Regions from separate parts of the Sus scrofa genome. Here all the other regions are linked to region 1. A link is a contact called in public HiChIP or PLAC-seq data. All regions are on one chromosome and are shown on one strand. The core of a region is the stretch at or near the end of the contact, and the rest is flanking DNA. Distances in the headings are between cores, read along the strand shown.

The links. HiChIP or PLAC-seq counts read pairs in DNA pulled down with a chosen protein or histone mark.
Region 2: an H3K27ac HiChIP or PLAC-seq map of skeletal muscle shows a contact between it and region 1. The contact joins the enhancer-like site here to the promoter of ARRDC3 in region 1. A contact is called at or near these places in 2 of 5 promoter capture datasets (fetal liver and liver), 7 of 47 Hi-C or Micro-C datasets (embryonic fibroblasts, heart right ventricle, liver and 2 more) and 2 of 2 datasets of contacts at active chromatin or transcription factors (alveolar macrophages and skeletal muscle).
Region 3: an H3K27ac HiChIP or PLAC-seq map of alveolar macrophages shows a contact between it and region 1. The contact joins the enhancer-like site here to the promoter of ARRDC3 in region 1. A contact is called at or near these places in 2 of 5 promoter capture datasets (fetal liver and liver), 11 of 47 Hi-C or Micro-C datasets (adipocytes, alveolar macrophages, embryonic fibroblasts and 6 more) and 2 of 2 datasets of contacts at active chromatin or transcription factors (alveolar macrophages and skeletal muscle).

What each region holds. Positions count from the first base shown.
Region 1 is chr2:98,442,413-98,447,083 of Sscrofa11.1, forward strand. ARRDC3 (arrestin domain-containing protein 3) reads right to left here and starts at 2,298. Exons shown (of 8, transcript XM_003123783.6): 1 at 1,740-2,298. The coding sequence starts at 2,019.
Region 2 is chr2:98,361,704-98,366,219 of Sscrofa11.1, forward strand. It overlaps LOC106508640 (a long non-coding RNA gene), which reads right to left. Exons shown (of 3, transcript XR_002341818.1): 3 at 4,134-4,516. Among named protein-coding and RNA genes, the nearest start is that of ARRDC3, 81 kb to the right of the region's middle. Within about 2 kb of position 2,303, at least 1 of the 83 cell types and tissues checked has an H3K27ac peak or open chromatin away from gene starts, as enhancers often do. A contact at or near this core is called in skeletal muscle, where this site is marked.
Region 3 is chr2:98,322,014-98,326,162 of Sscrofa11.1, forward strand. No RefSeq gene overlaps it. Among named protein-coding and RNA genes, the nearest start is that of ARRDC3, 120 kb to the right of the region's middle. Within about 2 kb of position 2,753, at least 20 of the 83 cell types and tissues checked have an H3K27ac peak or open chromatin away from gene starts, as enhancers often do. A contact at or near this core is called in alveolar macrophages and fetal liver, where this site is marked.

The DNA.
Region 1 (4,671 bases), core at 1,048-3,547:
CCGGCTCCGCCTATCGCTGGCCGCCCGGGGCGGGGTCTCAATTTCCAGGCTAGTTTGAGAGGTCCCAGTTTTAAGTCATTGAAACTATTCCAGGCTAAAGGCTCGTCCATGCTTTGCAAGGGTTGAGAGGCATCTCCGTGGAGTTCAGGACACACAGTTTTTCTTTACTATGAAATCATAGCGCAACTAATGAAATTGTGTTTGTCCCCATAAATCGTTATTCTACTTTTGCCTCACCGCAAACCTCAACTCCTTAAAAACCTTTGTTTTTTTCTCACCCATGTATTATAAAAAGCTGCCAGTCCAGGAAGGTTCAAATACAAACTCGTGTGTGTGCTGTTCAACAAACACCAGGACTGTCATTAAGCAGCTGCATTTCTAAGCGGTGTCAATGGTTGGAGATATTAACTAGAAATTATTTCAGGATGCAAATGACCTATGTGCAAGTTAAAACCCAACAAAACAGATTTCATCTTAAAATTTGTTAAAATAATGCATTAAGATGCTGTAACTCAAAGCACCCCTACATTTCTGCACTTGCCTTAGTTCAATTAGCACTTCCTCATGGATGGGTATTTTTTAGTATAAAAAAAGAGGTAAAAATGTGCTCTACTCTTCGAGAAATGGCCAACATTAGAACTAAATACTGCATTAAAAAGGAGAAGCACAAAATTACATAACCAGTTTTAACATTATATTCTTCTTGGGCTAGGAATTAAGTCATCCCCACCACCTGACGCGTGTAACCAATCTGCTGAGAGCAGAACAAGCGCCCCTCCTCACCACCCCCTAGAACTGGTCCGAAACAGGATTGAACCGCTTCTAACAAAGGGTGGAAACTTAGAAAAACAAGCTTAGAGTCTCCTATATTTCCACAATGTGACCATTTAAACAATAGATTGGAAATCTCAGGACCCCTTCTCCCTTTGACAACCCTTTATCTCCCTTTTATAACCAAAAATCAAATCCAAATGAGCCGAATACTTTTCAATTCCTTTTGACTGGCTTAGGTTTCATTGAATGCAGTTCCAAAGTTAGGCATGATGCTCAGAAAAAAAAAAATTGACTTTAAATGGCTTCTAAAACCGATTTGAAACATATCATAATGATTGGTATTGTCCTTTAAAATAGAGAAGGCTTGATGTAAATTTCTAAAGGAACTGGAAAGAATAGGGAAAAAACACGTGGGGTGTTCATACCATATGTCAAAATAAGCCACAGAAACCCTTTATCAAAGAACAACAATCAATTCTCTAAAGTCTTTGAGTGTCAATATTAAAAATGAAGTACACCCATTAACCCACTTAAAAATGTTATTTCATTTCTTCATTGAGGCTTAATTTTTAAGATCTAAGGTTCCACAGAACAAGGAAAAAATCTAATATTGGACTGCAGCTTTTAGCAATTCATTTGAAAACGTATCAGTAAAATTACTGCCTCGGATTTAAGCAGAATTTATAAGGTGGAAATAGACTGCAAGCGCGTATGGCACAGATCAAGCCGGGTATAGAGGTAGTTGAATAAGTGCAGTTTGCAGTCACTTTGCAGATGCCTGCATGCATTATGGCTTAACACACGATGAAAGTCAAGGAGAATTCAAATCTTGGCTAACTTTGCTAACATTTATCAAACTGCTATATTTTATGCTAGGAGTAACATTACATTAATTCAGAGAAATTGAACAGATACTTTCCCAAAGAAAATAGGTGTAATAATTTCTGAATAATGTAAAAACTTACCTCTTTCGTGTCCAATTAAGATGTCTTTATGATTGAAATATTCTACTTCTTCAGTGTAATTCTGTGTGTAGGCAGTATTGGAGCCGGCGTTTCTCGATTCGGTCCAGCGTACTTTCGCATGTCCTCTTGCATGAATTTTAAGAGATTTTACTCTGATTTCCCCAGTAACTTCTAAATTCACCCTTCCTGAGACTGTATCCCCACTGGAATACACAGGGACATTGCTGTCATTAAGACAGTCAAAGCTTATTGTCAAACTCTTTACCTTTCCCAGCACCATGTTTGTAACAAAATCTATAAAAAATATAATGTAAGACAAAAAAAAGTCAAGAACACATATAAAATGTGATCTTCACTTAACACTGATCGATGTCTTTGCCGTGCAAAAAGCTTACAGGCAGGATCAGTGATTCTTTACAAACAGTTCATTGAGATTTCTTAAAAAGTCAAGGCAGCAGAGAGGCTGCTGCTCCTCGCTCCTGCTAGTCTCAGTGGTCTCCTTACAAAGACGGGCGGCTGGAACCTGCCAGCTCACTTTAAGAGCAGCTTTGTGAAAAACAACCCCAGGGCGCATGCGCACGCCGCGGCTGCTGTCGCCCTCCCTGCGCGCCCCCTCCCGCGCCGGGCTCGCTCCCTGGCTCGCTCGCTCGCGGGTACAGTAGGTGTACAACCAAGGAAGACGGCAGTGGGGCTGCCGGGAGGCCGAACCTGACTTCTCTTCATTGTGGGTTCCTATTGGTAGGCAGGCTACCGTAAACCCTCGACGTGCTATCTGGAGTCCCTTATCGAGCATACTCCGGCAGAAAGATAATGGCCGAGGGGGCACTGGGGGACAAGGTTGGGTGGGGAACTGTTTGCAAAGCCAAGTAAAGACAAACTGATGAGTGACCAAGCCGGGAGAGTGCGTTACCGGCGCTGTAGGGGTTTGCCCATTCCCCGGAGGGAAGGAAGCAAAAGTGATGTGTGTAGAGAGATGGGGGAAGGGAAGAAACCGGTTGGGCAAGGGCTGCTGAGCATAATCTAATGAATTTCAAAAGAAAATGTAATAAAAACTAGAGAAGCAATGATATTCACGGACAAGAGCATTCTTGGCCTGCACTGTTTGTTTGTTTATTTAAACCAGTGCTTTGTAGGCAGTGAAGAAATGAGCTCTGTGGAGGCCAAATCCAGACTAAAAGAGAATACTACACGGAGCAAGGAAGAGAAGCAAAAAAATGTACTCAGTATGTTTTGCTTTCTCTTCTCTTAATTCGATAGCAATGAAAAGCAACCAGGTTGTTTGCATGATGACATCAGGGGAAAAAAGGTTTGACCACTTCCTCGAAGAAAGAAAAAAGTCCTTTTTTGAGATACCACCTACAGCTAGATTTGCAGGGTATGACATGATTACAACTCCTGTGTCCAAAGGATTAAGAATAGAGTTCGGCCTAAAAAGTACTACCTTATAAAAGGCTGCATCACTGCGTTTTAGCTGACGTAATGTTTACAACAGGATTGAAAAATTTTTGTTAGAAGTTAGTGAGGCGCAGAAGATGGTTCTTTAAGAGAGAATTTGTTATATAAATAGGGCTTAATTCTGTAAAGTTTTAATTTTAACTTTCAGCCTTGGACTGTTCAACCCAGTAATTCTCATAATACATCTATCTTAAGGACAGATACATTTGTCTCTTTATTGTGAACGTTTTGATAGCAAATAACAATGCTTTCATAAAAATCACTGGGATTCAAGGCATAACAGCATAAACCTATATAGATTTTTTGCATTCAACAAAATTGCTTATAGAAGAGAAATATAGGAAGAAAAAATAGTACTCTGGAACTGTATGTGTGTGTGTGTGCGTGTGTGTATATATATATATATATAAGCAAATACACTTTGGAAGATTTTTGGCTGTCCATGTCTAAGCCATTTTAGTTTCTTTGTGCAGTATATTTGGGTAGGTTGAACCAGTGTGTCACAGCACACTAAGCTCATTGGTCTTGCTGGGTTTGTTTGTTTTTTGGGAGGGGGGAGAAACTAAATTTTATTTAGTTGGATCTTAGTTGAAAAGGCAGTATCTTGGAGTCAAGAGCTTTATACAGATTATAAATATGCAGACTATTTAGACAGTTAATTGGCAGGATATTTATCTCTTGATGGAGCTTAGATGGTTGTGTTTAAAACTATGAATCAGAGTGGAAGGAATAGACTCCCCTCCCCTCTTGGTTGACACCTGGTGGCTGTTCTAGTTGTCAAGTGCTTGGCTATTCTAGTTCAAGTACAAGCTTCAATAACCGATACTATTTGGGGTTTTTCGCCACCTAGTGGTAAAAGTGGTGAATTTGTTAAAGTGTTTGACGTTAAGGTGACATATACTAAGCAGCCAAATGACGTTGGACAAAGAATGGATTTAAAAGTGCAGTTCAAAGTGAGGCCTTTATTACCAAAGTTGTTCTAAATTACTAAGGACTTGTGAATAATTGCTTAATTCTTCAGAATTTTTAGTAAAACCTCTCCAGTTGGAATATGACTTATTTCTGAAAAAATAAGAATCAGCTGTTTAAATTAAGCTAGAATTGCATTTAACCAAAAAGAATTCTGAAGAAATTTACTTATAGTTTGGAAAATTGTTTTAGCACCTTAAATGATTCATTCCTCTTACTGTATTACATCATCCCTTCTGTGTAAAACTTTTAGGATGCTATAAATCATTATTATTATTTATTTCTGTCTTTTTTTTTCTTTTTATGATGTCTTCCTGAATACTTTAGGAACTGACAAGTTGCCAAGAAATTTTTTCCCCCTCTCATTTTTTACTAAGGTCCTACTCACACTAATTATTACTTTTCTTCTCTTCGATTCTGTCATGTGACTATTTCTTAAATATATAAACTTGAATTTATTTATTTCATTTTGTTTTCCTCCTCCTATTTATTGAAACTCTGAAAACAT
Region 2 (4,516 bases), core at 1,053-3,552, 81 kb before region 1:
GTGGAACAAGATAGAAAGCCCAGAATTAAACCCACACACCTACAGCCAACTAATCTATGACAAAGGAGGCAAGAATATACAATGGAGAAAGGACAGCTTGTTCAATAAGTGGTGCTGGGCAAACTGGACAGCCACATGAAAAAGAATGAAATTAGACCACTCCCTAACACCATACACAAAAATAAACTTAAAGTGGTTAAAGACCTAGATATAAGACCAGACACTATCAAACTCTTAGAGGAAAACATAGGCCAAACACTCTCTGACATTTACCACAGCAGTATCTTCTCAGATCCACCTTCTAGAGTAATGACAATAAAAACTAAAATAAAAAATGGAACCTAATTAAACATAAAAGTTTCTGCACAGCAAAGGAAACCCAAAACAAAACAAAAAGACAATTCACAGAATGGGAGAAAACATTTGCAAATGAAGCAACTGACAAGGGATTAATCTCCAAAATTTATAAATACCTTCTGCAGCTCAAGACCAACAAAACAAAACAAAACAAAAACCCATCAAAAAATGAGCAGAATATCTAAACAGACAATTCCCCAGAGAATACATACTTTGGATGGCCAAAAAGCACATGAAAAGATGTTCAACATCACTCATTATTAGAGGAATGAAAATCAAAACCACTATGAGGTACCACCTTACACCAGCCAGAATGTCCATCATCAAAAAACCTACAAACAATAAGTGCTGAAGAGGGTGTAGAGGAAAGAGACCCTATTACACTGTTGGGATTGTAAATTGGTGCAACCACTGTGGAAAACAGTATGAAGATTCCTTGGAAAACTAAAAACAGAATGACCATTTGATCCAGCAATCCCACTCCTGGGCCTCTATCCAGAGAAGGCCATGACTCAAAAAGATATATGTACTCCAGTGTTCATTGCAGCACTCTATACAGTAGCCAAGACATGGAAACAACCTAAGTGCCCATTGACAGAGGAGTGGATAAAGAAGATGCGGTACACATATACAGCCATTAAAAGGAAAGAAATAACAGCATTTGCAGCAATATGGATGGACCTAGAAATTATCATGCTAAGTGAAGTCAGTCATACAATGAGATACCAACATCAAATGCTTTCACTGACATGTGGAATCTTAAAAAAGGACACAGTAAACTTCTTGCAGAACAGATACTGACTCACAGACTGAAAAACTTATGGTTTCCAAATGAGACGGGTTGGGAGGTGGGGTGATGGGCTGGGGGTTTGGGATGGAAATGCTATAAAATAGGATTGTGATGTTCATTGTACAACTATAAATGTAATAAAATTCATTGGGTAATTTTAAGAAATTTAAAAAAGGAGCACTACACCCAGACTCATACACAAATGTCCATAACAGCTTTACTCATAACAGCCCCCAAATGGATACAAGCCAAATGCTCATCAATAGGCAAGTGGATAAACCAAGGGTGGTATATTCATAAAATGGAATACTACTCAGAAGGAAAAAGAAAGAACAAGTTAACAGATATATGCAACAACATTGATGAGTCTCAAATAGTTCATGCTAATTTTAAAAAGCAGACCAAAAAGAATACAGGCTATTTGTAGGAAATTCTTGAAAAAGTAAAACTAATCTATCATGTAAGAATGTAAATCACTTGCCTGAGATTAACAGTGGAGAGAGGGCTGTAAAGGACATTAGAAAGGCTTTAAGGGGGCAGATGCTTATATCTTGTAGTGATGTGCATTTGTCAAGGTTGTACATTTAGGAAGGGTATATTTTATTGTATGTAAAATATAGCTCGATATAGTTTTTTTTAATAGAGACTTTCATAGGAAAAACACTGAAAACAGTATATTTAAATGTATATTTTACAAAAGGAGGGATCTGAGGGTATATCATTGAAATTTTTTATTTTTATTTTTCACATACATGTCCACTTTTGTTACAACTTAAGATGGCTGGTAAAGGCATCCTGGTTGACAGGGTAAGAAAAGTGAAGAAGTCACCATGAAATCAAAACGATTCCTGTTAAGCTTCTGAGCTGGTACAGAAGCATTGGCCCTTGTGAACATAAAAAGTAGTGTCTGGAGATGCAATGTCACAAAAAATAAAACCCCAAAGGTGGGGGAGGTGGTGAAAGGAGGATGGTGCTAACATTGACCTGGCTCCTTTACTGGGAATCCTCGTTATCTTCTTCTGTGTTTATCCAGTGCTGTATTTAGAAAAGATTAAATCAAAACTGTGAAATTAAAACATGATGAGTGACAGTTGTGAGAGACAACAGCTGTGGCATTAGATTTTCGTCATGTCAGGCCTGAGATCTGTATTTCAGGTCACTTTTTTCCATTGGCACTGATCCCAAAGGACAAGAATTGTCTTTCTATTGGCTATTTTCTAACCCACCTGTTACCTCCATGGAGTAAAAGATTAACAGGGTTTCGATAGAAAGTGAGCCATTTTGGGGTTCTGGGTTGAATAGGGTCTTCATAGAGCACTTATCCTCAGAGTTTAAGCAAAACATTATCTATTGTTATCAGCAATAATAATCATAAGTGTTGTATTCACATTTTAAGTAGAGAAAACCTTTTGAATCACAGTACATGCTTCAAATGTACATACACAGGAGTTGAACAAATATTTATGCTTTTTTTCAGTTATATGAAACATTTTTTGAAGTAGTTCTACATAATATATAGTCAAATAAATCTAAAGTAACTAGAGAATTCAAAGCATAAAGGGAATTTACCTTACTTTTTCCCCTTCTTGATAAATGCATAATTTCCTAGTCATGAAACCATCCTCTTTTACAAAATAATTGATAAATGGTTAAATATCAATATTTAGATAAGCTAACTGTGGTACAATGGAATATTATCAGCAATAAAAAGGAACAAACTAATGATACATGCAAGAAAATAGATGAACCTTAAATGCATTATGCTAAATGAACGAGGCTATATACTGGCTGATGATATAACGTATTCTGGAAAAGGACAAACTGTATGTAGAGAAAACAGATCAGTCAGTGCCAGGGCTAGGATGGGGGAGGGTAGGATTTGACTTATTTAAAAAGTTTGTGAGAGAGTTCCCATCATGGTGCAGTGGAAACGAATCCGACTAGGAACCATGAGGTTTCAGGTTCCATCCCTGGCCTCGCTCAGTGAGTTAAGGATCGGGTGTTGCCGTGAGCTCTGGTGTAGGCCACAGACGTGGCTCCAATCCCACGTTGCTATGGCTGTGGTGTAGGCCAGCAACTGTAGCTCCAAATAGACCCCTAGCTTGGGAACCTCCATATGCCATGGGTGTGGCCCTAAAAACAAAAATAAAAACAAAAAAAAAGAAAGAAAAAGAAATAAATAAGAAGTTTGAGAGTACTTTGAGGAATGATGAAATTGTTCTGTGTTTTGATTGTGACAGTGATTTTATGTCTGGATATATTTGTCAAATCTCGCAGAACTGTGCATTATAAAGGCTAAAAATTACTGCATATAAATTATACCCTAATTTTAAAAAGAAAAAAATCAATATTTTCATAGAACTATTTACAAAGAAAACATGTTTTAATGAGAAGGAGCTGTTAGTTGTTGTCACAAGTATTGCAGATATAAAAATCCTCCTTAGACTCTCAGTATATAAAATGAGTCATCAGGCTGTTCTATTAATAGAAATTGAACTGTGTGAACAGCAATATTTTAGTAAGGATATAAATCTTATAAAGAACAGTAGATATCATTGTGAATTTTGCTTGGTTGTGGTTTTTGTGGGGTTTTTTTTTGGTATCTGTATTTAGATATAGTAAGTATAAGAGGTATTGTATATTTGAATTTTGCTCTTTCACATTTGCAAAATTAAGACACTTGATTGAAAGGAAACCAGGAACTTTCCACAAATAAATTACTCACATTTCATTTTAGAATGCTCTATAAATGTTTTTTTTTTAATTTTTAAAAAATTTTTTAATTTTTTTGTCTTTTTTGCCATTTCTTGGGCCGCTTCCGTGGCATATGGAGGTTCCCAGGCTAGGGGTCCAATCGGAGCTGTAGCTGCCAGCCTACGCCAGAGCCACAGCAACGCAGGATCCGAGCCGAGTCTGCAGTCTACACCACAGCTCACGGCAACGCTGGATCGTCAACCCACTGAGCAAGGGCAGGGATCGAACCCGCAACCTCATGGTTCCTAGTTGGATTCGTCAAACACTGCGCCATGACGGGAACTCCTAAATGTTTTTTAATTACCTTTATAAATTGTTTAAGGTGGATCGATTACTTTGTGCATATAAATACTGGTTCTCCAGCCTAAAAATGTATTTACACATCTATTTATTCATCCTTCTATTGTAATCTAACATCACTCTTATTAGCAATCTTTCTTCCGAAAGGATCACTTTAGTAATATTTTGTGGGGGTGCCATTTAGGACAATATCTGGAAGTAAAAATCAGGAAGAAAGTAAAACCTACTCCTCCTGATCACTTTTCCTTTTTATGCTAATGGTACTATCACTCTGAGAGCCAACTCAGGCTTAAAACCTAGTAGACAGTTTTGATC
Region 3 (4,149 bases), core at 1,503-4,002, 120 kb before region 1:
ACCTATTATATTTCAAGTTAATAACATATCTAGACCTTTATTCCTCATCTGCAATTCTTTTTCTCTCAGTGCAATGAAGACCATCTAATTTTTAAGGCTGGTTAGTGCAACTAAAGCTTATTAAGACTGAGAAGGGTTTCATCAAAGTAAAACCTTACAAAAGGTTAGATTTCAAAGAGAGTAATAGCATTTTTATTTGCTACACAAAAATACTGTCAAGCTAACCTGAAGCTGCTTCTTAAATTCAATGTACTTAACAAATGGGCTATTTTAATAAATATAGTCCAAGTATTATATTTCAGTATAAGTAGTCACTTTCTATTTGTGCCCATATGATCCTAGGAATGTCCTTCTGCCCCCTTCCTCTCTACTCTGGTCATTTATTTCTATTTAGGGCAGAAATGGTCAAGACTTGGAGACGAAGAGAGGAAAAGAGGTCCTATTCTTTGAGAGGGAGAAGCAAAGGATGTTAAAAGCAGAAAAGGAAGAGCATCAAAAAGATCAAGAGTTGGAGAAAAAGGAAATGGAGAAAAGAGGGTAGAGTAAGAAAGATGGGACAGACCAGACGAGGGAGCAGACAGAATAAAATAGGTCTCACTTTGTCCTCTCTTCTCCAAAACTCTTGGTTGTCTTCTCATCAGAAATATATCCAAATTAGCTTAAGTGAAAAAGTAAATTAATAGGAAGGACACAACAGATGGAAAGCATAACCATAGACGGGACCGGCATCTACAACAACAAATTGACAGGCTCCAAGGAAAATTCTCTCCTTTCTTTTTTCTTTTTTTGTTTGCTTTCACTCTTTTTTTCTCCCTCATCTACTTTTTCTGCCTCACCTTCCTCACCCACAAAGCATAGTTCTCATCTCTTCTTCTCTCTGTGCGTGTTTCTCATTCTTTTTCTGTGTATGCTAGCCCGCCGCTTGCCCATTGCTTTGACAGGACTGGCTCCCTGTAGCTCCTGGAAATCTCTTCATTTCCAATAACCCGCAGGGGTTAATTGGTGCTTCTGTCTTCATTTGCAAACTCTTAAGTTAAAATATTTGGTTGACCTAACTTAGGTCAGGCGTCCACTCGTTCCATTAGGCTTCACCTAATTGCCAAAGTAACCACTCTTTTTGGATGTGTGGAGAAGAACCAGGTAGCAAAGAGGGCAGTCAACGTTAGCATATCTCTACACCCCCTGGTAACCCTATCCCAGGCTTTCAGCCAGTGTCCTTGGTCTCTTGCCCTCATCACAAGACTTCGACCTCTTAAAACAGTATTTCTCACAGTATTGTTCAGACCATTTTTCATCAAAGTGTGTTTATAAAAAAAGGAAAATGCAGGTACCCTTCCCTTATGCGTTAAATACACTTTGGGGACTGGCATGAAAAACCCACTGCTAATGACTAATAGAAAGCAGGCTCTGAGTTTCAAATAACCTATAGATGAATTAACTTCTGGAATAAATGTATTCCAGATAATAAATATAAAACACTAGTGATTAAAATATATATAGTTGGAGTTCCCATTGTGGCTCAGTGGGTTAAGAACCCAATATAGTGTCCATGAGGACTGGCCCCACTTGGTGGGTTAAGGATCTGGTGTTGCTGTGAGCTATAGTGTGGGTCGAAGATGTGGCTCAGATCCCATGTTGCTGTGGCTGTGGCGTAGGCTGGTGGCTGCAGCTCTAATCTGACCCCTGGCCCAGGAACTTCCATCTGCCACAAGTACAGCTGTAAAAAGAAAAAAATAATAAATTAAAATATAGGTATAGAATTTATAAGATTAAAATATATATATGCTTTAAACTTTCAGAAAGACAAGAGATGATACTGTAATGTGAAAATTAATATGCAGAATTTTTTTCTTTCTTTATTTGCCTTGCCATTTACTTTGTGCACCCACAACTGCTATAGGTCTATAAGGAACCTGGGAAATGTGCATTGGTTTAATAACATTTCTGCCTCTTCCCCACCCATCTTCATGGCTCTGTATGTTAAGTTTATTGTCTCTTCAACTTCAGTGCTACGTAGATACTCTTAACATCCCTATCTCATTACAACTATGCACTTTGGATCTTATCATCCAAAGCCACTATGCCCCTGTGAATGTCATCCACAGCCAAACTCGGGCTAATCCTCCTTACCAACAGATTTATCATTAACATCCATTCTTCCCCAACTAGATCCTCTCCCTCACTATTCTTAAGAGTTTGTGCTTCTCAACTTTAAATAGATATAACCCTGGGGATACACAATTTTAGATCAGGAGCCACAAGTTAATGGTGGTGTTTCTTACTGGAACATTAACTTAACTGAAGATTTAATAACTTATCTGGAAAGCAACCTACTTGTTATTTTTGACTTAAAACATGGATATGTTAAAGAGAAAGAGAAACAATTTACAGAAAATTTTAAGAAAAAGGTAAGCCTTCAAAAAATGTGTACTGTTTTCCAAGTTCCCAATCTCAGGCACATTATTAACTTGGTAATATGTTATGAGTTTATCTGGTCTTTGTGAAACACATGCTTTCAAGCTGTGAAAATACCAGCTTAAATGATGAGTAAGTATTAAAAGGCAAATCAGGTACAGCTGTCATCTCCCTTCTCTATCTAATTCTGACTGAGCCCCAAGGTTCTCTAGTGCTCAAGGGGCCAGATGGGAGCCAAAAGAAAGCAATTTCATTTTCAAGCAAGTGTATCTTTCAGCAGATCTTCAACAAAGTAAATATCCTCTGGAGCTGGTTTCATAATAAGTTCCTCTTATGAAGACTGGATCTAACCAGTTCATGGGAAATGTGCTTACAGACAGGGATTGCCCAATTGAATTCAGTAGACAAGAAAGTACATAGGGCAACAGAGGTCATGCCAATGAATGTACATCTTATGCACATATTTATGGCCATACTAATCCACCAAACAATGCCACATACTTACCTGGTAGAATTTAGATAATACCCTCTAAAAAAGCTTTAGGCATTCTTCATAAAAAACTTAAAAGTAAACAATGTTGTTTGTTCTTTTCCTGTTAGCAGAGTGAAACTTACTTCTGTGGGGTGGGGTCTGATCATATAGGCAGCTAGAGTTGACGGCTGCCCACACATTTTAATTTGAGGGGAGCCGTAAGGTTTGCCTCTTGGTAAATGTTTTTCCCCTTTGATTTCCCAGAACATGGCCTTCCCCAGATGCCTGGACTCTGTTCCCACCATTAGTCACCAATGAAATAGACTCTAGGTATAAGTGTTATCTCTATAAATTCATTGTGGAAATGTACACTTAATTGATCTGGGAGGGGTGTTGTTTTTTTTTCCCATTTATACAATAAAATACATTACTCATTGACATGGGTTAGTTTACCTTAATTAATTGTCAGCTTGGAAAACAAATACTAGGATTCTTACGACATATGACATAAAATAGTAAGTTCTTAATGAGAGTTGAGGTATGGGTTTCATGGGCTATTGCCCAGAATCAGAACTCCTGGTTGGAGCCCAGCAGAGGGCACCCTCGGAAACCAACACAAGGAGACTAGATGCATAGTAGTGGAGACAGATTTACTAAACCTAGACTTTTTGTCCTTTGCAATTTTTGCTGCGCCAGCCCTGATCACTACAAAGCAAACTGGACAACTTCAAGGTTAAATGGTCTTGAGTAGTATGGCCAGGAGGCAGCCGATTACTTCTGAATTCTGTAAAATGCTAAGATAACAGTCATCATCATCATCACTGCTGTGAGCGTATATAACCATTTCAATTGCCTCTGGTAGAATCAGTCATTTTCATTCCTCTGATAGGTGATATAAAGTTGCTGCCAGCCACAGAAAACACAAAGAAAGATAATTAGGAAGGCACAGAGGGAAGTCAGGACTGAAAGGCACAGTCGAGGGAAAATGTAAAAGGGTAGCTTAGATTACATCCTTGCTGATTGCTCCATCACGTAGATTGTTGGAAAGGCCATCAAATTCCTTTTCTCTCTGAGACTTGTTTGCACACATACCTGTGAGGTGTTTATAGAAATTGACAGATGAAGCCAGATTGGTTTTTCAAGAGCCAAAGGATACCTCATTCACACAGCATACTAAATTGTTTCTAGGGAAAAGTATGGAGCTCTTTACATTCGCAAAGATATTCCCCAAGTAGAATTGAGAGTGTGCTTTTGCACAATGC